Regions from separate parts of the Ovis aries genome. Here region 2 is linked to region 1. Evidence: chromatin contacts called from public Hi-C data. All regions are on one chromosome and are shown on one strand. Each heading gives the region's core, a stretch centred on a gene start, on an enhancer-like site or on the middle of the called end of the contact. The rest is flanking DNA. Distances are from core to core; before and after follow the strand shown. Region 1 overlaps HIVEP2 (HIVEP zinc finger 2). Region 2 holds the start of HIVEP2 (HIVEP zinc finger 2).

What was found. A called contact is a pair of places that touch in the nucleus more often than the background predicts.
Region 2: a Hi-C map of muscle shows a contact between it and region 1, with 6 times the contacts expected there. The contact joins the promoter of HIVEP2 here to the enhancer-like site in region 1. A contact is called at or near these places in 3 of 16 Hi-C or Micro-C datasets (muscle, skin fibroblasts and tail adipose tissue).

The regions. Positions count from the first base shown.
Region 1 is chr8:67,544,327-67,550,565 of ARS-UI_Ramb_v3.0, reverse strand. All of the region lies in intron 2 of HIVEP2 (HIVEP zinc finger 2), which reads left to right. Among named protein-coding and RNA genes, the nearest start is that of HIVEP2, 61 kb to the left of the region's middle. Within about 2 kb of position 1,410, at least 7 of the 54 cell types and tissues checked have an H3K27ac peak or open chromatin away from gene starts, as enhancers often do. A contact at or near this core is called in muscle, where this site is marked.
Region 2 is chr8:67,603,415-67,610,034 of ARS-UI_Ramb_v3.0, reverse strand. HIVEP2 (HIVEP zinc finger 2) reads left to right here and starts at 1,872. Exons shown (of 11, transcript XM_060419743.1): 1 at 1,872-2,418.

The DNA.
Region 1 (6,239 bases), core at 161-2,660:
AATCCAGGGATCGAACTCAGGTCTCCCACATTGCAGGTGGATTCTTTACCAGCTGGGCCACAAGGGAAGCCCATTTTTCTCCTGATTATCAGTGAATCATCAAGGACAACCTTCAGTCTCCAAGATGATGAGCACTGCTGCCTGGGGTTGTTGTGAAGATTACATGAGATCTGAACTCTGGTTGCCAGAATTGCTGGGTTCAAGTTATTGCTCTGCAACTACCTATCTTTATGCCTTTGGGCAAGTTAATGTGGCTTAGTTTCTTTGACTGTAACATAGGATAATGACAGTGCGTACCTCTAGAAATGTTGCCAGGAATACATAAGTTAGTAAATGTAAAGCATTTAGGACTGTGCAATCCACGTGGTAGACATTAAACAAATGTTATTCTGAAACATAACATCTGTTGTCATTCTCTTGTTCAGAGCACCTATATTTTTTAAAATCATTATTCAAAATAGGGATATACATATGATTTTATAAAGTAATATTTGTCTTGAGCTTTAGTCAATGAAATTATTGAACACCTATCCCTAAGACACTTCAAGTTCTATTGCGACAAGTAAAACATGACCCTGTACCCCAGCCACTCCGGCCTTGGGAAGTTATCCTGTCGACTGGTTTTCTCTGCGCTATGTTGGAGAGCAGCATAGATGTTAATTGAAACTATGTTTTATAGCATAAGTAAAAGGCAGTGCATGAAGGACAGAAGGGAATACTAATAATAGATCATACCTTAGTGTATTTCTCAGCATAGCAGATCATCCTGGTATTCTTCCAGAGAAAGATAGAGTAAAATGGACAGAACAGAGATAGGTCATCAGAAAAACTGGATATTCAAGTGCTAAGTATGCTTTTTCCTGACTATGTGACTGTGAGCAGTTGACTTAACCTGTGTCTCTCTTTCTTCACCTAAGAAACCGGCACGTAGCCACCTTGCTGAGTATCTTGATTAATTGAGCCAATGCTTGTGAACTATGAGATGTTGGGCATTTGTATTTTTGCATGATTTATATTATATAGAGGTTGTGGATTTCTAAAGATCAATGGCTCAGAAACAACCACTTAGAATAATGTAGTTTTAATAGGATTACAGAGAACTTTATTATTCTCTGTAGAATTACCTGTTGATCAATAATAGGTGGGTGACTTGCTGCAGAAGTCAGATCCTGCTCCCCCCCAAAAAATAATCACAGCTGGAAGATGAAATGGGACAGAGAGGTTATGTGGCTGACCTAAGGGAATAGTTCACAAGCTGTGGAATAAAAACTGACTGAGAGGATCCTTCCCCTCCTCTTTCCACACTGCTCCCCAACTATTTCTCAGTTGGATGGAAGGAGTACAGGCTTTGAAGTCAGACCTGAGTTAAAATCCCTGCTGTGTCACTTACTAGTTATGACTCAGGCTGGTTACGAAACCTCTGAGCCTCACGTCCGTCATCGGCACAGGGGTTAGCATCACTTGCCTGGCAGAGTTGTGGGCAACAGAGATTACATCTGTAAGCTACCTGCCCGACAGCTAGCTGATACGTTATTTTTCTCATGATTATACATGGCCAGATTTCAAGGCAACTTGAATTACACCCTTGCTGAATAGGAATACTAATGCAACTAATAATAGCAACTGTTTAACTGAAGGGTTCCATGTGCCAGGCACAAGTCCAAGTACACTACGCCTATGAGTATCTTATTTAATCTCCAAACCAGCCTGATGATATGAGTATTACTGTTATTGCCACTGAAGCTTCATACGTGTAGCTAGCATGCCCAAGGTCACCCAGTGAGTTGGTGGGGGAGCAGGTTTCCAAATCTGTGCACTTGTGACTCTGGATCCCACTTTCCTCGTTACTGGATTATTCCTGTTCCTCCCTGGCCAGTTTAGGGATGTAGGACAGAGAATGAAGGGACTAGTTGTTTCAGGAGAATTGTTTTATGAGTTGGGTGAGTGTTTGCTTTCGCAGTCTTCATTCAAATAGACACTATTGGAAGAGACCAGCACTCACCTAACACGTAAATCACGTAACTTGTGAGAGTGTTCCAAAGTCTCGTACAGCACCGCTTTCCTTCTTTGTACTGTTTTATACTTGTCAGGATTGTCGTGAGCATTTAGGGGGATGATAACTGGAGAGCCCAGTCCTGGCAGACATCTCCAGCTCTAATCTCTGGGCCCCCCTCTCTTCTTAAGTAGCAGTCTGGCACTGAGGACAGATCCTTGGGGAATGCCTGCTTTCTTTTTCTACATTAAACCAGTGGAGTTCTCTGTTATTTAGCACTCCCATGATGTTATATCACAGGACATTACTACTGATCCCCTTGAAAGTGCAATAAAACATTTGCTCACATACCTTCTCGTTGAACATACTTCTGATCAACTACCTTAGCTGAAGACAGGCACATCTCATTGGTCTTTTCATTGATTTGCGTCCTGTGTCTGGATATGTGCATGCAGAGCGCAGTCCCTTTAAGAACCACTAGCCCTCAGCAAAAAATAACCTAGAGCAGCTCAGGTTACTTACTGCTGGGCTCCAGAGACTCTTCAGGGGGTCAGGTTGCTTTTTTCTCTGGCACCTGCCTCAGCAGGGATGTAGGAAGAAGTTGCTTTATTCCAGCAGAGAAGTTCTGGGTGGATCTGGGCACTGGAGTCCTTACCTCCAGCTTCTGGATGTGACCCTGCCTTCATGGTAGCAAGGTTTTGATTGGGCCATTTAAATGGCATTCAATTAAGTGACCCTGTCCCTGGACCTGGACGTAAGAGCCTGACTTTCCTATCAACTGTGGATTTTATATTGTTTCTTTGAAAAATGAAAATGACATCAAAAGCCATCAGATGGGAATGCATCTCCTGTCCGCAAATCCAAAGCGTGGCCGTGCATTGAAGGGAGGTCGTGGGAGGACACGCCCTTTTCTCCAGAAGCCCTGTCTGTCTCACCAGCCTTTCTTGAAAGGAATGTTTTTACTGGCTGTCCATAAGCTCAGGAAACGAAGACTGTACCAGGCCTAAGGCTCTGTAAAGATAAATGTACAAACAAATGGAATGAACTCCTCAATTGTGAAAAGCAGGGGGAGCTCCTTAGAGGCGGTACAGTATGGGATGAGGCAAAGAACCAGCCAGGACTTAGACCATCTGGGGCCTTGTCTCAGCCACGCCGCTGAATTCGCTGAGTTGCAGAATAATAAAATTTTGTCAGTTAAGTGGTATCTGTGAGTGACTCACAGTCTTTACTTTTCCTAGAAGGAAAGTGCGTCTCAGAGCATTTGGGTGATTTACCTAAAGTCACTCAGCTGCTTGGTAATAGATCTCAACCCGCAGCCCAAGTACATATATCATTGCTCTTCATCATGCTACACAGACATTGTAAAGAGTCAAGTTCTCTCCACATCCCCATTTCCTTATCTGGAAATGGGAATTCTCCTACCTAGCATGCCTTCTTTGTAGGGTATTATAAGGCTCTGCTAAATGATTGTGGATAGAAACACGGTTAAAGACTATTCAGTGATATGTTTATATTGATATCAATTAAAAGTAAATTATAGGGAATTTCTGGAGGTCCAGTGGTTAAAACTTCACCTTCCAATGCAGGGGGCACAGATTATCTTTCTGGTTAGGAGCTGAGATCCCACATGACTCGTGGTCAAAAAGCCAGAACGTGAAAAAATAACAGAAGCAATATTGTTAACAAATTTGATAAAGACTTTAATAATGGTCCACACAAAAAAATACTTTAAAAATAGTAAATTATATATTTATATGCACACACATATATGATGATGAGATGTATGTATGATGTGATACCTCATATTTTGTTAAAATTCGTCATGTGGGAGATATTAACAAAAATCTGGATTCTTCTTTGGAAATTTGAAGCACCATGAAGTTCCAGACATATGGTGAAAGTTCTATACTTCGAGTTATTAACCTGACAGTTTTACCTACTAGCATTACCATTACTTTAACTTTCTGAGAAATGGGAATAATAAAATTCTCTGGCTATCTTCAGTTCAGTTCAGTGGCTCAATCTTGTCCAACTATTTGTAACCCCATGGACTGCAGTGCGCCAGGCCTCCCTGTCCATCACCAACTCCTGGAGTTTACTTAGACTCATGTTCATTGAGTTGGCGATGCCATCTAACCATCACTTCCTCTGTTGTCCCCTTCTCCTCCTGCCTTCAATCTTTCCCAGCATCAGGGTCTTTTCAAATGAGTCAACTCTTCGCATGAGGTGGACGAAGGATTGGAGCTTCAGCTTCTGAATCAGTCCTTCCAATGAATATTCAGGACTGATTTCCTTTAGGATGGACTGGTTGGATCTCCTTGCAGTCCAAGGGACTCTCAAGAGTCTTCTCCACCACCACAATTCAAAAGCATCAATTCTTCGGCACTCAGCTTTCTTTGTAGTCCAACTCTCACATCCATACATGACCACTGGAAAAACCATAGCCTTGACTAGACGGACCTTTGTTGGTAAAGTAATGTCTCTGCTTTTGAATATGCTATCTAGGTTGGTCATAACTTTTCTTCCAAGGAGCAAGCATCTTTTAATTTCATGGCTGCAGTCACCATCTGCAGTGATTTTGGAGCCCCCCAAAATAAAGCCTGACACTGTTTCCACTGTTTCTCCATCTATTTCCCATGAAGTGATGGGATGAGATGCTATGATCTTCGTTTTCTGAATGTTGAGTTTTAAGTCAACTTTTTCACTCTCCTCTTTCACTTTCTTCAAGAGGCTCTTTAGTTCTTCTTTGCTTTCTGGCTATCTTAAGTTGTCTTAAAGATAACTTTATGAATATATGTGAAAGTACTTGTTGAACTGTAAAGCACAGAAACGAATGATTATTGCCAAATATTGCTGAGGCCCACAAAGCCTGTCCAGAGAGCACATGAGGTATGATCAAGGAGATAAGTCATATATTCAAAAGCAGATTTCAGCATTATCTGAACTTGGTGTCAGATAAAAACTTTATAGATAATGATTGCAATGAATTAATAAGTATTATTGTACCTTCCAAATGGAAGTGTAGTCATCCATTAATCATTACTCTTTTCCCATAGATATTTGCCCAGTTTGTCAAGACATCCATAGTGTTTCATATTTATAGGATATTAACTATTGTAATAATATAGAAGGTAGAGATTTAAATGTTTTTTATACAACTTTCTCAGTTACACTGTTTGCTTTAATATTTATGTCTGATTTATCTCATTTGATTATTAAAGAATATTTGTGGGTTGTAATTAATATTATCATTATCTGATGAATGAGAGGCCAAAAGATTTTCCCAAGACCTCATGGAATGTGAATGGAAGATCTGGGATTTGAAGCAATGTCTTCTGATCCCAAATTCTATGTACTCATAACTTGTCTCCTTGTGTTGTGTTGGGGGTTCTATTTTGTAGACTGTATTCTTCATTGGTTTCTTTCACTGATACAGTCATTCATTCAGCATGAATATTCTATGTGGAACTCTTGTCATATTATCTCCTACTCCAGGACTAAATTTCTTTGGGGAAACAGTTTGTTATATATCTGATTCCTTTAACTGAAGGAGAAGTAGTGACATAGATGCTTGAACCTTGCATAAATACTGATTTGAATAGGGAAGGGAGGATACAGGTCCTTAAATGGGGAAACCCTGATGTCAAAGTCAAAATAAATCTTTGCTTTCCAGTGAGGGAACATTTCATGCAAAGATGGGCTCGATAAAGGACAGAAATGGTATGGACCTAACAGAAGCAGAAGATATTAAGAAGAAGTGGCAAGAATACACAGAAGAACTGTACAAAAAAGATCTTCATGACCCAGATAATCACGATGGAGTGATCACTCATCTAGAGCCAGACATCCTGGAATGTGAAGTCAAGTGGGCCTTAGAAAGCATCACTACGAACAAAGCTAGTGGAGGTGATGGAATTCCAGTTGAGCTCTTTCAAATCCTGAAAGATGATGCTGTGAAAGTGCTGCACTCAATAAGTCAGCACATTTGGAAAACTCAGCAGTGGCCACAGGACTGGAAAAGGTCAGTTTTCTTTCCAGTCCCAAAGAAGGGCAATGCCAAAGAATGCTCAAACTACCGCACAATTGCATTCATCTCACACACTAGTAAAGTAATGCTCAAAATTCTCCAAGCCAGGCTTCAGCAATACATGAACCGTGAACTTCCTGATGTTCAAGCTGGTTTTATAAAAGGCAGAGGAACCAGAGATCAAATTGCCAACATCCGCTGGATCATGGAAAAAGCAAG
Region 2 (6,620 bases), core at 623-3,122, 59 kb before region 1:
ATTTATATGTTAGGGCTGTTTTATATCCTGTTCCTCTTCCATCTCCTTTCCCCCTCCTAGAATACAAGTTCCAAGAGAGCAGAGATTTTTTTTGTGAGTTCACTGATCCTAAGTGTCTTCAGCATGTAGTAGGCACTCAATAAATATTTTTTGAATGAAGTGCTTTCAGGGACTTCCCTGGTGGTCCAGTGGTTAAGACCCTTCGCTCCTAATGCTGGGGGTCCAGGTTTTGATCCCTGGTTGGGGAACTAGATCCCACGTGCTGCAACTAAGAACCAGTGCAGTGAAAGTTAAAAAAAAAAGCGCTTTCAGTTTGAAGTGATTTCTGACTCTGAAAAAAAAAACTTACTGCCATGCGGCATTATTTTACTTTCTTAATATCTTATAATCCAGATTACCAAATTTTCCTTTCCTTTGAACCTGAGAAGTAAGAAGAAAGACAAGGAATGAAAAGAAAGTTCCTACCTTGTTGTAATGCTCCATGTGGGTTTCCAGGCAGGGTCAAGCTCTGCCCTAGCCAACCTCACTTAACTATAGCACTCCTCAGGGCTGAGTGCATAGTTTACCAAGGCCAGTTTTGGTTTTGACTTTGAAGTTCTCTGGGGAGAGGAATTTTTGTGTTACCATATCGCCCTTAAATAGAAGTAACTAGACAGACATGTCTTAGAATTAGCAGCTGGAGACAGGGATGCTTTTACTTAAAGACAGTGATTCTTCCTACCAGAGGGGATGTCACCTAGTGTACACATATTCATAAGTATTTTTACTTGTGCTTAAACTCAGTTCAGGCTATCATCTTTAGTATCTGATGATCTTGGGACAAAAGCTGGACTAAAGACTATCTTTAGGGGTCCACTTAGGTCATCAAAACTCATGTCTATTTGCTTTAAAAAAAGTAAACTAATTACCTAAGTATCCTAATATTCCCATTATACCACTTAATCTAGTCCTTTAAAACAGACTTTTAAGATTTCAACTAACATTTATTCTTGTGAAGCAAGACACTGCTTGCTACTTTCCTTGCTTAGCTTCTGGGAGCTTGGGCAGCTGTTATTGTGTGTGAAAGAAATTTGGATTCTTAAAGAAACTGCTTAATCTTCTCTATTAAGCAATTAAATAAAATGGGTTCTGGGAGTATGTAGCAGGTGGGTTTGACAGCGAAAAATATTTTCAAAACTCACGTTTTGCTTAATAAACGGATGTCTAAAAATGCAATAGCATACATTTAAGAGAAAATGATGATCGGGAGTTTTTATTAAGTGCTTCAAGTTAAGTCAAGAGAGGCAGAACGATAAAAAAACTTATACAATGAAAGGAGAAGCCGCTTCAGTGGAAGTAGGCCCTGAATTTAAATGAGCTCACTCTCAAAGGACACAGTGAAACTTTTAAAAATCATTCAGATTTTTCTCCTTTAAAAAAATATCGATAAAAAATGTATCACCTCTTGACGGTGCAGAAGCGGCCCTCAGGGCTATGTCGCCCTTGCACCGGAACCTCAGAAATACACTGATTATACGTCGAAATGAAAAACAAAACAAAACAGAAACGAAACCGGCAGTGCTATTCTTGCAGTCATTAAAGGGGCTGTCCTATTAATGCACTCTCTTTTAATGAAAAGGGAAGGGAATATTTGATATGCCTTGACATTTGGTCCCTTTCCGCGAAATCTGAAACTTGAGACGCAAAACAGTCCGCAGTTGTCGGTGAAATACCTGCCTTAAAAGCAGAACCACAGTGAATGTATTTGGCTCGGAATTCCAGAGACTAATTTCCACCCCTCCCACGGAGTCACCTGCTCAGGGGGAACCCCGGCCAGAAATCCGGGTCGCGCCAGGTCAAATCTTGCGCGTCTCTTGTTTACTCTGCCCGGGGCAGGGCGGCGGCGCGGCCGCGGGGTGGGGAGGGCGGCTGGGGCCCGCGGCGCCCGGGCACTCGGCTCCCCTCGGCCGCCCGGGAGGGGCGGCGCGCGGTCCCCGCCCGGTACGGAGACCACCCGGAGGAGGCGCTCGGGGCATCCGCCCGGCCCGACGGCCTCTTGCGGCTCTCCGGCCGCCGCGGCCTCCCGGGAACCTCCCCCTCTAGGGTGTACATGAGTCCACACGGGCAGGCTAGCGGCTCGAGGGAGCCCCGGCGTCCCCCGGGGTGTCGCCGGGCCGGGGAGGAAGCCCAGCGTCCCGGCGCCTACTCGCCTGGGATTCCCCCGCCCCATGGCCCCGCTCTCCCCGAGCTGCGTGTGATTTCACTCGCGTCCCTTCGGAGGAAGGGACTCGCGCAGGCTGGGGGCGGCCGCTCGCCCCAGGTCCCAGCTCGGCCCACCAGGAAGCCGGCAGCTGCTCCCTGCGCCGCTGCCCCAGCCGATTTGAATACCCCGGCGGGGCGGGCCGCGTTCCCCGAACTGGGTGCGCCCTGGGCGCCCTGGTGAGTGACCTCAGGGAAGGCAGTTGGGGCATTTAGGGCGCCAGAAAAGTTCGTGCTTCCGCGGGGGTGGGGGTGGGGGTGCAACAAAAGTGCTACTAAAACACTTTGCAAAGCTCCAGAAACGCAGCCAGCCAGCTACAGTCTGATTTTGTTTTTCTTGACCGATAACAAATGTGAGTAGCAGAGGCGGGGTGAGGGAAAGGGATCAGAGGATGGAACCGGCCAGAATCGTCCAAGACAATACTCATTATTCTGTAATGCCGTGCGTGTTCAAGACCGGGAACCAGCATCTGGGAAATGGGGAAGATGGGGGTGGGGAGAGGAGGTTTCCATATCCCTATAGGAAATTCTCAGGCTCCGAGAGACGCCCAAGTTTTTTTTCTGCAAGACAAGTAGAGACCAGCCCTCCGGGGGAGATCCCTGATCCGAGCGAGCGAGAGCGCGGCCGCGGTTTTCCCGCCCGGAGCGGCCGCGCGGGGGCCCGGCCCTGCCCTAGCGGTCGCCTCCCTGCCCGGTCGCCCCGCGAGCCGCTCAACCCACTCCGCTCGCCGGCTCCAGACTGGTTTTTCTGGTTCAGCCTCCCTCCCTGGGACGCGCTGGGGGATCCGATGACGTCGCTGGCTGAGTCTCTCCCTCTTCCTCCCTCCCTCTCTCCGCCTCTCCCCCCCGCCCGCCCTCGCCGCGCACTCCTCCTAGTAACTTCTGTTCGGGGAGGCGCTGCCAGGAATAACCCGGTGCGTCCACAGACCGGGAGGGGAGGCGGCCGCTGCGGCTCCCGCACGCAGACGGCTGCGGCCCGGGCCTCGCGGCTCCCTCCCGAGCCTCGTGGCCCCTGCCCCGGGCCCATCTCCGTACAGTGTCAGAAAAATAAATAAAAGGAAAGAGGAGCCTGGGCCGGCGGTCGGGATCGCTTCCCTCCCTCCGCACCCGCCCTCCCTCTGTCCTTAAGGAAATGCTACCAGACACCCCCCACCAGACACGCTCAGCCTTGGCGAGGAGCGGCCGCCGCGGCAGCGAGAACAAGGGCACCAGGGGGGTTTCCTCCCCCTCCTCCTCTCCCTCCTCTTCCTCCTCCTTCTCTCCGTCCTCCTCCTCCTCCTTCTTCTCAGCGGTGACTTTCCAGGTGAGCGGCTGCCGCTGCTGCTGCTGCGAGGATCCCCCTCGCCCGCTCGGGCTCGGGCCGCCGCGTCGCGCCCTCCTCCCGCCCCTGTCACCCGGCGGCTGCCGGGAGCTGACAGCCGCCCGAGGGGCTAGCGGCCCGGGGGCGGGCGGCCGGCCGGAGGCGGGCTGGAGGTGAGGGGGTGGAGAGGAGGCGAGCGGGGCGCCGCCGAGCGCTGTCTCTGCCCGCCGGAGGAGGGTCTCCGCAGAAACATCTCCGGTGACTGTGGCACAAGTCTTGGCCAAGTTGTGTCTTGGACGTTGAGGCTCCCGGGAGCCCGGAGCAACTTGGAGGGTCTCCTGGCTCCTTAACCATATTCCTACACGTCTCGACTTTTGGGGGTGCTGGGTGCAGCCTCGGGGTGCGTGGAGGGCGGACCGACCGTTCGGGCGAGCAGAGCGGCGGGAATCTAGGTCCCTCGGCTCGGTAAGTGGCCTCGGCGCGGTGTTTTTTCCTGCCTCCTTTAGCATTGGGAGCTCGTTTCACTTTACACCGTAATCGCCTCCGCCGGACCCCTCTGGCCCCTCCCGGCGCGCGCCCCCGGCTCGGGACCGGCGTCCGGAGGGTGAGGGTCGGAGGGGGCGGGGATGGGGGAGACCTCGGGAGGGGGGGTCGGGCGCGTTGGGAAATGCGGGGAATACCCTGGCCGAGGATCTATGCAGATGAGGGGAGGCTGCTTTGCGTAATGTCCTGGGGGGAGGGGGCGGCGCGGGAGCGCTGGAGGCAGGAATGTGCCTGGTTACTAATGAGGGACGTGCACCGGCGCGCACCGCCGGGCCACCGCTGCGGCTGCCGCGGCCGCCGGCCGCCCGTCGTCAGGTAACGGGGGAGGGGGCCGCGCGGCGCGGGCCGGGGCCGGGGGCGGGCGGCGCGAGGGCCGGGCCGCCGGCCTGCGGCCGAGCGAGCGCAGCGGAGGAGCCGGCTGTTGGCATTTCGGCGACTCCTTTCTCCTCCCCAGCGGGGAAGGAAGGAAGGAGAGAAGGAAGGAAGCGAGGAAGGAGGGGACTGTCTCGATGGAAGGTTCAGGCGGAGGCGCCCTCGCCTTGCGGGTGCACCGGCCGCAGAGTGGCTCCCGGCGCGGCGGGCTGGCCGGGGGCGCGCGGAGACCGTTGGGGGCGTCTTGCATGCGTGTTCGCCTGTGCGTCTGCCGGGGGACCGGGAAAGGGACATGTGTGTTTGGGCTGTGCACTGTGGGGAGCTGGGTCTGCGCCTTTATGTCTGTTCCCTGAAGTGGGTGGAACGTTGGCCCGTTCCGGGAATGTTCCATGACGTGGTGCAGCCACAGGAAGGGGGTTAACGAGGGGCTCTCTGCCGCGGCGGCTCTGCCGGCTGCTATCAAAGCAGACGTGCGGCCGCTCCTCCTCCTCTCTCACCTCCCTTCACCCCTCCCCCCCGCCTTTCCTTTCTGTGCGTCTGGTTCTGGTAGGGGCGAGACAGGAAAACACTGCTGGGGGTGGGGGGGCGGCGGCGTGTGTGTGTGTGTGGGGGGTAATGTGTGTGTGTATGTGTGTGTGTGTGGTGTCGTATTTGGTGGGGGAGACTCCAGATCTGCCCTGCCACCCCAGCTGTTATCACAGATCCGTGCGCTTTATACGCATGTGCCTCCCGCGTCCTGTCCGTCTTACATAACACATCCAGTGCAGCAGAGGACACGAGAAAATGCGACCCCAGCCCTCCCAGCCCAAATCGGGCGAAAGGGTAGAAGGTCAGGAAGTGTCCCTCGGTGTTGTCCTTCAGGGACGTTGCTCCGGTGGGGGGAAAGGAGCGGGGGAGGAGGGTTTTCTTCAAGAGACTCCTCTCTGACTTGAAAGCATCTAAGTAGAAAGGACTGCAGGAACTAGTCCTCTCTAATGGGAAAGCTTTTACATGCCACGCCAAGGAGAAGTGGGTATTTTAACCGCAGGAGTGCAGAAGAGAGAGGGTCCTTAATAGAGACACTCGCAGGAAATGGGCAGTCATACGTTCGGGGTAGGGGGCAGTAGGGGTGGCTTCGAGGGGACCGCAGGAATCCCTTGATAGTAGATCGGTTTCACTGGAGGGTTTAGGACACCTGTAATGGTTGAGAATTCGCACAGGAAGCAGAGTGTGCAACTGACATTGCAAAAGCCCTATTCTCTGCACAGTTACTTGGGCCTAAAATGAACATAAAAAGGCTTGTTTCCGGTACTTTCATTATAATGGAAAATTTGAACTGATTTTCCTCCTTCCTTTTTTTGCCGTGTTAAAAATAATTCAGTTGACTTCCAAATTGTTATTGGTACTCTCCCCCACCCCCAAAGGCTCGACCTGGGTAAGGCACGAGAGAACTGTGTTTTTTCTAGCATACCCACAGCCCTGGTCAAGGGCTATTGATTTTTCTCTTCAGTACAGTTGTTTCTTCTGTAGTGCATAATCAAGCCCAGAAATTACTTGAAATATTAATAAGATCCATTTTAATTAAGTTTGCTATGATCTGTCCTCCTAGAAAAAAACAGTTTAACTTTATTAGAAACATTTTCTCTAGTGATACAGTAATGTTTGGTGCTGTTTGTCTTTGAGGAAATCAAGTTATTTAAAATATTTGTACATATGTGTTATATGTACTTAAAGATATATTATATATATCATATATATTAGAATTTGTGAATGTCTTGTGCTTTTTCTCTGTATAACAGTGCCAAAGCAAAAATTTACCCAAGAAGATTGTATAATAAATAGACTGGTTTTGATTTTTAGGATATAGGCCAAATAATTTATCAAGACAGAAATGCCCTCCACTTGAGTAGAAAGGATATCATTTTCATTATTCAGACAAAATTCCTGTGGAACACTAAGAAGTCATGGTACCAGATGAAAACTGTGTATTTTAATTTTGAGGTGAAAGGGATTTACCTGTATCTCTTTAATGACAGTGTGCTTCAAGTGTCATGATCCCTTTTGACCACTAGGTTTGAAATGCAGTATATTTCTTATATATAGGAAAATGTTGTATTAAGTGGTGAAGCTGCTAGAAAATTGTCTGAGTTTCTTGCTTTGAACATCGGTCAGGTATAAAACAAAATCT